Linked DNA regions of Mus musculus: region 2 is linked to region 1. A link is a contact called in public promoter capture Hi-C data. All regions are on one chromosome and are shown on one strand. Each heading gives the region's core, a stretch centred on a gene start, on an enhancer-like site or on the middle of the called end of the contact. The rest is flanking DNA. Distances are from core to core; before and after follow the strand shown. Region 1 has its middle 6.6 kb from the start of Gm38794. Region 2 holds the start of Rab19 (RAB19, member RAS oncogene family).

Region 1 (6,035 bases), core at 3,520-6,019:
CAAGCATGGGGACCCGAATTTGGATCCCCAGCACCCAAATTTAAAAGAGAGTGTGGTAGCATTTTCTCCCTGGCCATCCTGCCTAAGCAAATCATTGAACCCAGGTCACTGAGAGGCCCTATCTCAAAAAGTAAGAAGAAAAGTAATAAAGACAAGTAGCCCTCTGACTTCCACATGCACACACCTATATACATAAGCTCATAAAAAAGAAAGTCCCTAAGCTTAAGTGACCTGTTTGTGGTAAGTAGACCTTTACCACAAACAGGTCTACTATCTGATGAGAGCAGTGAATTGACACCACAGCTAGAAAAAAAACCTCAAAACTATAGTGACAAAACCTGTAGAGTCAGTGAGATGACTTGGCAGGTAAAGATGCTTGCTAACAAGCCTGCAGCCCGGAGTTGTCTGACCTCTTCTGATCTCCAGCACGTGATACACACACATACATACAGATCCTCACTCAGAATCATAAAATAAAAATAAATATTAAAAAAGAAAGAAAAACAATATTCAGAAATGCATAAGGACTCCGTGACATTTCCAGGACATGGCACAGGACCAGCTGCGATGGTGCTCCCCTGGAATCCCAGCACCTGGGAGCGAATGTATTGCCAGGCATCGTTGGCTACATAGAGAGCCGGGGCCAGCCTGAGCTACATAAGAAAGAGAAATGGAACCTGAGAATGACCAATAGTAATGGCAGGTAAAAAGAAAACAGGGAACTTGCGTGTGTTGCCTGGGTGAGAGCTCTGTGGAGACTGAGGCAGAAACATCTCAGGTTTGAGGCCAGCCTGGAGGAGGGGAGGGTGGGGGCGGGACTAGCACTACCATGTTCCGGTCCTTGGACTCTTTTCTAGGAGCTAGAGATGCAGCTTTAACAGGTAACTTTAACAGGTAGAAGAGAATTGGAGCTCTGGGCGGGTCTATCCTTGTATTAAATAATCCAAAAGTGAGGGGTATGCATACATAACATGAATCCAACACGGTGGTAACAGAGCCCCCAGAGGTCGTCTGATAGCCGATCAGACCGATACACCTGGCATTGCGTACATGACAAAATGTACAGATATAATCCAGCACTTGAGAAGTAAGACCCGGAAGATGGGGAGTTCAAGGTCATTCCTAGCTACCCAGAGAACTCTAGGCCAGCCTGAGTCTCAGGTCTTCATCAGTGCTGCAGGTGGGAGTGTAGTAGGGAGGGTTGGTCCGGTTTTTAAAAAATTTGTTAAGGATATATTTTAAAGTTACCTGTGCATGCACGCACATGTATGTAGGTACCATAGCATATAGGTGGAGACCAAAAGACAACTTGGCGGGTCATTTCCTGCCTTCCACCATGTGTCTTGAGGTTCATACTCACAACCTCAGACTTGTCATCCAGAGTCTTTACCCACTGAGCCATCTCACCAGCCCAACATATATTTTTATGCTGGCATGAACAGTCCTTGTCTGTTTTGGGTCTTTTTTTTTTTCTGCTTATTTGTTTCATTTTGTGAATATTATTGAAAATGATCTTGTCATATACAAAACAATTTTTAAAGTATATCTACTTGAGCTGGGGAAGTGGCTTGGTAGCATGCCTGTGAGGGTGTTTCTCTGTTTTGATTGCTATATTAAGGCATATAATCATTTTTCTACTGTGCATATCCCTTCCCATAATGAATCTGATTTTAATCATATGCAAACCCAATTATGCACAGGTATAAAATGGTAAACACAGGATTCTCCCCTAAAAGTCACTTGAGGATCCATTTTGGCAGTATGGTGCATGCATAGAAACCAGTTCAAGCCGGATTAGCTTTTCCATTCTTTCTACCGAGAAACATGGAGAATATATTTGAATAGGAACTATCTAAATTTGTTAGGCGAGTAGAAACTTATGCCATCGTTCAGAGAGGGTGTGGTGATAGGCTGATGCAGTGTGGAGTTCCTTATGCAGAGACGGGGGTGTGTGCACAGCTAATGGAGCTGGGCTGCCCAGTGCATCACTGAAAGAGTGGGAATGATTACCCAACCCAAGCTGAGGCCCAGGGTGCTAAACATTCCCTGAACTCACCCTGAGACCATGTCTCAAAGTAAATAAATCTCTCTTGAATGCTTAAGTAGATCATAATTTAAGTACTGGGAGTTCTAGATGATTTGTTTATGTATTTAATTTTGGCAGCTCTGAAGATCAAGGCCAGGGAAGGGAAGAAGAAGGAAGGGGAGAGGAGGGGAGGAAAGGAAAGAAAAGTAGAAGGGAGAAAAGGAAAAGAAGTATCAAATTAAGTAATGAAAATATGTATCGGGGCTAGAGAGATGGCTGGGGGGGGGTTAAGAGCACCAACTGCTCTTCCAACCGTCCTGAGTTCAAATCCCAGCAACAACATGGCGGCTCACATTCACAACCGTCTGTAATGAGATCTGCCGCCCTCTTCTGGTGTGTCTGAAGACAGCTACAGTGAACTTATATATAATAAATAAATCTTGAAAGAAAGAAAGAAAGAAAGAAAGAAAGAAAGAAAGAAAGAAAGAAAGAAAGAAAGAAAGAAAGAAAGAAAGAAGGAAGGAAGGAAGGGAGGGAGGGAGGAAAATATGTATCAGCTTAGAATGAAAATGTATATCAAGTTTGGGGACCAGCAGCATGACTCAGTAGGTAAAGGCGCTTGCCTTCCATCAAGCCTGCCAAACCCAAGCTTGCCTCAGAGTCCACATGGCAGGAGAAAACCAGCTCTATAAATCGTCCTCTGACCATCACACACACACACACACACACACACACACACACACACACACATATACAATTTGGTTTTTTAAGTCAAATTTTGTTGGTAACAAACTTTTTTTTTAAATCACATTTTCATATGACGGCTTTGCATACCTTTTGTGGAGCCAGGAGTTTTGCTGTGGTGCTCACCCTGATATCTAACTCACCCTTTTCCTAGCTCAGCCTCCCAAGTAGATGGGGGAAATACCATTCTTAAGAATAGGGAGCAGCAAGGTAATTCAGCCTTTAATCCCAGCATTTGGGAGGCAGAGGCAAGCGAGTTTCTGAGTTCAAGTCTAGCCTGATCTACAGAGAGTTCTGGGACAGCCAGGGCTACACAGAGAAACCTTATCTTGAAAAACATAGATAGATAGATAGATAGATAGATAGATAGATAGATAGATAGATAGATAGAGATAACTTAAGAAAGTTTCCATTGCACAAACCATTAGTAGTAACATTATGTAAATATTTATAATTATTGTTAAATTCTGGGAATGGCTTCACTTAGCATCTTTTTATATCTGAGCCGTAAGATTCCAAGGCAATTCCAATTTTCTTCTGCAGGAGCTAATTACAATTGCTCTGAGCTACAGACATAATACGACCAGCTCCACACTGTCACTTCTGCGGTCTTTACTGCTGCCGTCTTTAAACTGTTTCTCTCATATGTTTATGTGACTTGTACTTCTCTGACTGAGGTCTCACAAGTTTAAACCTATTCCTTATTTCCTTCAGAGTGTGCCTCTCTTTTATTTTTTAGTGTGTGTGTGTGTGTGTGTGTGTGTGTGTGTGTGTGTGTGTGTGTGTGATATAAAAGGACAACTTGCAACTTGTGGGAATTGTTTTTGGGTTTGTTTGTTTTGGGTTTTTCTCCCAGCCACCTTGTATGTCCTGGAGATTGAATTTAGGCCATCAGGCTTGGCAGCAAGTGCCTTTACCCAATCAGCTGTCAGCTGTCTTCCCAGCTTCTCTCTCTCTCCCTCTCCCTCTCCTTTCTCCTCTCCCTCTCCTTCTCTCGCTCATACACACACACACACACACACACACACACATATATATATATACACACATATATACATATATATAATATTCTATATTGTATATATATGTATATGTGTATATGTGTATATATATACATATATATATATATATATATATATATATATATATACACACACACACACACACACACACACACACACACACACACATATATATATTGGATACAGCTTCAGTATGTCGTCCAAGCTGGCCATGAACTTGATATTCTCCTGCTTCAGCCTCCCAAGTGCTGGGTCTGCAGGAATGTGGCTCTGCAGGAATGTGCCACCATGCTTCACTTAAATACATTCACTGTTGACAGATGAAGGCAGCTTTCATCTATATGCAAATTAAGTTTCCATATGCCTTGCCTGTTTATACTGAGATACTCAAAACATTTTCTAAATTGCAGCCAAAGTCATATATTCAAGGCCTAGGGCTGTCGGTCATCTGGCAGAATTTGCTTAGCATCTACAAGATCGGGATTTGATTTCTAGCACCATGTAAACTAGGCATGGTTGCACACACCTAACTCTTCTCACTCAGTAGATGGACACAGGAAGATCAGGAAGGAATTCAAAGTCATCCCCCAGCTACGTGGCCAATTCAAGGACCTCCTTTCTGGACTGTATGAAATTCTGTCTTCACACCCCCCAAAAAAGGGCATATTTAAGCTTTATTAAAATAGCCAGTCCCCTCAGTAGCTGGCTGCCCCTACAATGGCTTCCAATGATATCATCCCTCTGGTGTTTACACCCTTCTATAATCCCTTCCTCCTATGGGCCAGCCCCCTACACACACACACACACACACACACACACACACACACACCACTCCACCCCACCCCCGCGCCCATGAATTCTAAGTGACTCTAAACTAAAAGGAATCAGCAGAAATGATGGAATGCCACTTCTCACACTGGGGCACAGAAAGACTGTAGCTCCCATCCTGCTTCCCCTGCTTCCTCTTTCATTTCTTCACTGACAGAAACCAACTGCTATGTCACGAGCTGCACCATGAAAAAGCCCACCTGACGAGGAACCCAGGGCCTCCAGCCAGTAGCCAGTGAGGAGCTGAGGTCTTCAGGTCATTGACCCCTGAGGAACAGGATCCTACCAACAAGCTCTTGTGTGAGTTTGGGGAAGAACTTGCCCCCTTCACTATATCGAGCCAACTTCAGATAAGCCTAACTGGTACCCAACTCCACTAAATGATGGAGTAATTTATGCTGTAGCAATAAATAACTAATATACCACCCAAATGTTTAATATGAAAAGTTTGAGGAGGCAGTTATTAAACACTACCTTTTGAAAATTTTAAATTACACTTATACATATTATAATATTATATAAGTTATATTAACATAATTAAGTGATAGGAAACAAAAGATACATTTTTAAAGATAAGTACCCCAAACTTATCAGTTCCTAATTATGTCACTATATTTTACTATAACCGTGTGCTACCCTTCTTAACTCCCATTAGTGATATCACAGTGATAATCTGGAATAGCCCATAATAGAACTATTTACACCATGGGAACTGGCAAATATTGGCAACCCTGATGTTAAATATTTACTGGCTGTCTCAATGTATTTTCTGTTGCTGTGATGAAACACTGACCAAAAGCAATTTGGGGAGGAAAACACTTGTTTAATCGTATAGGGTACAATCCATCGTGAAGGGAAATAAAGGCAGGAGGCAGAGGCCATGGAGGAATACTACTTACTGGCTTGTTCCCTATTGCTTCTTTAGCTTGGTCTTTTATGGCATCCACAATCAAATGTCCAGGGGTGGCCCCACCCACAGCCACACCCACGGCAGGCTGGGCTCTCCCACATCAATCATTAATCAAGAAAATGCCCCACAGACTTGCCCACAAGCAAGGATGTTGGAGGCATCCTCTCCATTGAGGTTCCTTCTTCCTGGAAGACTCAAGCTTGTGTCAAGTTGACAACTAACCAGCACATTTGTAAACCACCACCTGGTAGCCATTACTGCCCTAGGACAGCTAAGAATAGCATAACTATACACAGACCTGCCTGCAAACTATAAAAACATGTCACACAAAACCCAAACAAAATAACAGTTGATCCAGATGTCCTTAGGTAGAGGTCATCAGTGTGTTTTCCTACTCATATGTATTCAAACCTAAGACGGGCGTTATGGAGATGGAGTCAGAACGGAAAGAGACAGCAGGTTTACACAATGCCCATTCAAATATGCTTTGAAACTTTCTTTTTGC
Region 2 (6,728 bases), core at 2,099-4,598, 160 kb after region 1:
GCACCCCATTGCCATTGCACCAAAATAAATAGTTCGTATTAAGATCCCCAGCAGCGTAGCTGGAAAGATGATTAAATACATACATATGTACGTACATACATACATCTGTGCATTTTTTTTTTTAAAAAAGATTTATTTATTTATTATATGTAAGTACACTGTAGCTGTCTTCAGACACTCCAGAAGAGGGCGTCAGATCTTGTTACAGATGGTTGTGAGCCACCATGTGGTTGCTGGGATTTGAACTCTGGACTTCGGAAGAGCAGTCGGGTGCTCTTACCACTGAGCCATCTCACCAGCCCACATCTGTGCATTTTTAAAAATGGAACTGTAGAGGGCTGGTGAGATGGCTCAGTGGGTAAGAACTGCTCTTCTGAAGGTCCGAAGTTCAAATCCCAGCAACCACATGGTGGCTCACACCATCAGTAATGAGATCTGACTCCCTCTTCTGGAGTGTCTGAAGACAGCTACAGTGTAATTACATATAATAAAAATAAATAAATCATTTTTTAAAAAATGGAACTGGAGAGACGGCTCAGCAGTTAAGAGCAGTGACTGCCCATCTAGGAGACTTAGATTTGGTTCCATGGTGACTCACACTCTAGTTCCAGAGGACCTGACACCCTCATCTGGCCTCCGTGAACATGACACACACAGAGACATACAAAAACACATAAATAAAAATAGAAAGGGGGAGAGGAAGACGTGGAGGAGGAGAAAGAGGAGAGAAGGAAGATTCCCGTGCTACCACCCAGTTTCCTCTTTCAGGGCATCCAAGGCCAGGTAGTAAGAACGCTTCCACCCGGCGCACGCCTTTAGTCCCAGCACTCGGGAGGCAGAGGCAGTCGGATTTCTGAGTTCGAGGCCAGCCTGGTCTACAAAAGGCACTCCTGGACCTGGGTTCATTTCACAGTTAATCTTATGTCTTCGGTGACATCCACCAAACTCTTCTTGACTTACAGACCAGCTTTTAGCTAAACTTTACTAAAACCCTGAAGGGTTTTGGTTAGGAAAACTGAAGCCACAGCAATAGACCCAAGATCCCCCAGCAGAGGAGACGCTGGAGTAATGAGCTAATGCAGAAAGTCTTAGGGTCACCTAAAAGTAACTCAGCAGCCCCAAACACAGTTTATTATTTGTTTGTTTTACAGCTTAGGTGCACACCGTAAGGGGGCGGGGGCTGGAGAGCTGGTTGCTCTTCCAGAGAACCTGAGTTAAATCCCCAGCACCTACATGGTACCTCACATCTGTCTATAACTCCAGGGGATCTGACCTCCTCCAGCACAGGGCATGCACGTGGTGCACAGACATATGTGCAAGCCAAATACCTTACACTGCAAAATAAAAGAAGAAACAAGTAGGGAGAGTCAGGTAAGGGAGGGACACACCCACCTAGGTTGCCAAGGAAGCGCCTGGGGTAGAAGAGGATGTGGGCAAAAAGCAAAACCTAGTAAGTAGATTTCCAGATTGTATGCGGTTCAGCCTTCCTCTTGTGGATTTAAAGGGAAGTTGAAGAGGAGATGACGGTGCTGGGGGTGTTTCAGAGATTAAGAGCAGCTGCTGTTCTAAAAACCTGAGCTCAGTCCCCAGCACCCAGACCAGGCAGCTCACAACCTGCCATAACTCTAGTTCCAAGCAATCCTATGCCTTTTCCTGGTCTCCTTGGGCACCCGAACGTATGGCAGGCACACATAGATTAACACACTCATTCACATAAGTAAGGATTAATTAATTGATTGAAAAAAAATAAAAATGAAGTAGAAAGGCCTCGGATGGGTCTTTGATTTCCACCTCTAGGTGCTCTCCCAGTGTGTGATGCGGGCTGGGTCTGAGACAGTTGCCTTAAACAGCGATCAAAAACAAAACAAGAAACCGTTTGCAGCTCCCCTCTCTGACACTGACGTTGCAAGTCTTCGTTTCCTGCCCCAGCCCACACATTTGCGGTGTATCTTGACCTACAACCAGTTTCCAAGTTATACATGTGACAGTGGCTCTGAAAGCCACAGCCAGCAGCAGCATGTGACAGTGTCTTTTTCTCTGGACAGAGTGAGAAACTAACATAATGTTGGGTTACCTTGCTTAAAAGAGAGATTCTTGAAAAAATCGTGTGGATGGGTTAAGATGAGTCACAACTTAAAGGTTATTTGAAGGCATCACAGACAAGATGTTCTTTTTTGTTTGTTTGTTTGTTTGTTTTGTTTTTCGAAACAGGGTTTCTCTGTGTAGCCCTGGCTGTCCTGGAACTCACTCTGTAGACCAAGCTGGCCTCAAACTCAGAAATCAGCCTGCCTCTGCCTCCCAAATGCTGGGATTAAAGGCGTGTGCCACCACACCCGGCTTGACATGATGTTCTTGAATGAGGAACAATCATCTCCCATTTCAGGCCTGCATGACAAGAACGCTGGGAACTGAACTCAAGAAGAACAGTAAGCATTCTTATCCATGGAGCCATCTTTCCAGCTTGACAATCTAGTTCTTATGATAGGCTCTGAAGGTAGTTAATTATCAAAGTCTAGAATTGATAGAGTCTTTGGGTAGAAATAGGAAATTTACCTCAGATCTTTGCTCTTACTGCCAGCATCAAGGACTAATTGGCTCTAAGTTTTCTCACACTTAAAAATTAGCCTCTGCTGTGTGGTAAAAGTTCTACATAACACTCTCTCCCTACACCCCCCACATGCAGTAAAGCACCTTTATTTTATTCATTATTTTATTTTAGGGCTAGAAACAGAACCCAGGACCTTGCACTTCCTAGGCAAATATTCTACCATTAATCTAAATCCCCAACTGCACTACGTTCTTTTAATTTGGGGCCTTTTTGTTTGGTTGGTTTGGGATTTTTTTTTTCTTTTGCTTGTATCTATTTGGCATGTGTACCTGTCTTCATGCATGTATGTGTGGTCAGAGAACAACTTGCCACTAGCTGGGTCCTGGAGCTAGAACTCAGGTCTTCTAGCTTGGCAGCCTTTACCTATGGAGGCATCTTGTGGACCCTCGCTTTACTTTGTTAAGTTGCTTGAGCACCTCCTTTCTTCTCAAAACAAGTCACTCAAGACCCAGATCAGTATCTTCCTTTAAGTCGCGGTCATCTCAGTTAACAGCCGCTCAGCCCAGCCAAACAAGCGGATCAGGAAGGATGTTCGATGAAGGATGCAGAGCAAAAGAAGGAACAGGGTAGCTTAGCGGGTGTCTGTTGAGTGAAAGGCGATTCTTCTCTGTGCTTTCTCCTGATCTGATGAACACTGGCAGGAAAGCTAGCTGTCTGCGCTGGGCCCTGTACCTGGCCAGCACCTCACCTGGGGCTTCAGGCTCCTTGCAAGTGGGAGGGATTGCCCTTGTTTCCCTTTCGCTTTCTCTGTCCACCGAACTTGACTCCAGGGGCCGGAACTTGAGTTCCCACTGCGCTGCAAGACAAGAGGACGAAGGAGACGACGGAGGGCTGCAGAGGAAAGCAGAAGAAAAAGCAAAAACTACCTGCTCACCAGAGAGGTGAAAGAGTGCCCAGGTAAGCAACAGGTGGACCCAGGAGGTGAAGGGTGCGGGGTTGTGGGATGGTTTTGTCTGGGAGGACTCTGCGGGCTTCTCCTTGCAGGGCTTATATGCTTGCTTAAAGGGAGCCTTTGTAGAGTCCCGGGCACTTTGCAGGGAGGAAGAGAAAGGGGACTTGGAAACAAGGTTTCGGCTCAAGTTACGGTGATAAGATGCCGGAAGTAGAATGGCTTTCTTCAGTTGAAAAGATGCGGAAGGGGGAAAAAAATGGTTTGATTGTGTCTCTTGTCTGCTGGATCAGTTTTCTGTGCGATTCCAGGGGCATCCAAAAACAGAAGTACTAGACCATTCTTTACCTCCTTAAAGCCTTTGGTTTCTACATATAGACTGGATATTTGTGTGCATTTTTATTTGTCTGCCAATATAGACATGGCCTTTTTTATGTCATTAGAAAAAAAAAAACAAAGAATAAATCAGGGAGAAATGAAGGTGTCACAAGGTAGGAGCAATTTACTCAACCTCAAATCCAATCATCAAAGGGGGTGTTTTGGTCTCATGAGATATTTGGAGGAGAGACCTAACTAAATATGTGAAGGACAGTTTAAATGCCTAAGTACCTGCCCTTACAGGAATATGCTTTCTGTTTCAAATGTCTGCTGAGTTGTTATATGGACTAGGAATTCGATGTGCTGCAAAGCGGGAGGGGGTGGGGGTGGGGACATGGGGGTGGGAGGGGTGCTCCGAGATTGACAGATAGGAATCCCATGGGGAGATGGGTTTCAGACTATGGAATGTAGAGCTGTCCCTGTGCACAACTGTATTGAAGAGAAATGGAGTTCTTTGATTGAAGCTATATAAGCACAGGGGTCTATGGATCGAAAGATGCTGAAAGCCGGGATGCAGTTGTTTCCAGTGATTGATGTATTGACTGTTGGGTCTCAAACATCATCATATTCTCCTGGGAAACATGCACATGTGTATCTGCTGTTTTAATTTTTAATTGTGTGTGTTCATATGTGTATACATCACGTGGCAGCCAGAGGCCAACCTCATGTGTCATCCTCAGCTGCCATTCACCTTGAACACATGATATTAAAAAAAGTTTTCTAATTTTTTTTTTTTAAATCTTATGTGTCTGGGTGTTTGGTCTGAATATATATGTCTTTGTTCTGCATGCATGCAGTGCCCACAGAGGCTGGAAGACGGCGTTGAATATATATGTATACACACCACACACACAGGTCTATAATAGGTAATTCTCATAAAGTTTGGCAAATACCATCACTAGAAACCTTTAATGAGTTATTTTCTTTCCCACAGTCAATTTTCCCATAGCGAGCTAGGCAGTGGTGGCACACACCTTTAATCCCAGCAGAGGCAGGCAGATTTCTAAGTTCGAGGTCAGCCTGGTCTACAGAGTGAGTTCCAGGACAGCCAGGGCTACACAGAAACCCTGTCTTGAAAAAAACAAACAAACAAACAAACAAACAAAAACAAGAACAAAAATAAATTTCGCATAGCATTCTTTCACACACACACACACACACACACACACACACACACACCCACCATGAGTTTCACTATGTAGCCTTAGCTATCCTGGAGCTTGCTATGTATACCAGGCTAGCCTTGAACTCATAAAGATCCTCCTACCTCTGCTTCCTGAGTGCTGGGATTAAATTTGTATGTCACCACACTTGGCCTTGCCTTATCATTCTAATTACATTTTTAATTTTGAATATCCTCAAAATTCTAATTTCCTGGTTTAGAAAAATGGAGTACTACCCAGAATAAAAAGACCACGTAGGTGATGGAGTGATGGTTCTGAGGCTAAAAACACCTCAATTCAATTCCCAGCATCCAAGTCAAGCTCACAACTACCTGTCGCTCTGGTTCCAGGGCACCCAATCCCTCTAGTAGCCCCTTCAGCAATTGTACTCATGTATACTCACAGACTCGGGAGTCTTCCTTAAACTGGTCTCTCAGCCAGATCTTGCCAGTTGTGGTGGGTTGACTGAGTCTTTTCGTGGCTGGAGCACATCTTCCTCCTGAGTGATGACTAGAAAGTGATTCCTGGAGGCATTACCTCCACTATCCCAGTCTTTGGGCACCTCATCTCCAGGACGGAGATTTCCTCAGGTCTATAATTGGGTAGAGTTGACTAAATGCTGTTCTCATCAAAGAATGGCTTTTGGTGTCCACCTCTACCTAGGGTGTGGATTTATGGGGCAACTCCCTACTGCTGACCAGTTGCTGGCACCCATTAGAATATTTGCCCTGTGAAAGCCACAACTACCATAGCTTTTCTTCTTCTACAGCAAGAAAATGAAGGTAATCTCAGCCCTGGATCCTGGTAGGTGCTTCTTAGAAAACAAAAAGCAAAATGCTGTCTTTCTTCCCTGGGTCTGTTCCAGGAAGCCAGAGCTATGCAGTTCTCCAGCTCATCCAGGACATCAGATGAGAATGTGGACTATTTGTTCAAGGTCATCCTTATTGGGGACTCCAACGTGGGGAAGACATGTGTGGTTCAGCATTTCAAATCTGGAGTCTACAGTGAGTCCCAGCAGAACACCATTGGGGTGGACTTCACCGTGCGCTCCCTCGAGATAGACGGCAAGAAAGTGAAGGTAAGAGGAGACACGGGGGTAGTGTCATTGCTTTAGTTGGCCAGAGTCAGAAGCATTAAAGAGTATATTGTTAAGTCTACCTAAAGGTCATAATTTCTGCAGTCTAAAAATAGGATAAACAGTCAAAAGAAGATTGAGGAACTAGAAATATTTGCAATATGAGAAAGGACTAGATTCCTTAATATGAAAAAAAAATGTGGATAAATGTGTAAGAAAACAACCAGCACCAGGCGTAGTAGTGGCGCACACCTTTAATCCCAGCACTTGGGAGGCAGAGGCAGGCAGATTTCTGAGTTCGAGACCAGCCTGGTCTACAGAGTGAGTTCCAGGACAGCCAGGGCTCCACAGAGAAACCCTGTCTCGAAAAACCAAAATAAATAAATAAATAAATAAACAAACAAACAAACAAACAAACAGACAGACAGACAGACAGACCAAAAAACCAAAAAAAAAAAAAAAAACAATGAGCAAACATAAAATGTGGCCACAGACCAGAACAAAACCTGCTTCACCAATTTTATAAGAACAAAGTCAGTCCCCGCATGACAGCTTGATGCCTACCTAGTCTGGTGACCTGAGCCTTCCTCAGAAGGAGAACCTCTGCTCCCCCTA

The links. Promoter capture Hi-C pulls out the DNA fragments that hold promoters and counts their contacts.
Region 2: a promoter capture Hi-C map of macrophages shows a contact between it and region 1, with 5 read pairs. The contact joins the promoter of Rab19 here to the enhancer-like site in region 1. A contact is called at or near these places in 2 of 39 promoter capture datasets (macrophages and neural stem cells), 2 of 115 datasets of contacts at active chromatin or transcription factors (bone marrow-derived macrophages and embryonic stem cells) and 4 of 9 other capture datasets (adipose tissue, embryonic trunk, liver and 1 more).

What each region holds. Positions count from the first base shown.
Region 1 is chr6:39,217,917-39,223,951 of GRCm38.p6, forward strand. No RefSeq gene overlaps it. Among named protein-coding and RNA genes, the nearest start is that of Gm38794, 6.6 kb to the right of the region's middle. Within about 2 kb of position 4,770, at least 19 of the 459 cell types and tissues checked have an H3K27ac peak or open chromatin away from gene starts, as enhancers often do. A contact at or near this core is called in bone marrow-derived macrophages and macrophages, where this site is marked.
Region 2 is chr6:39,378,005-39,384,732 of GRCm38.p6, forward strand. It overlaps Rab19 (RAB19, member RAS oncogene family), which reads left to right and starts at 3,349. Exons shown (of 4, transcript NM_011226.2): 1 at 3,349-3,505; 2 at 5,904-6,116. The coding sequence starts at 5,916.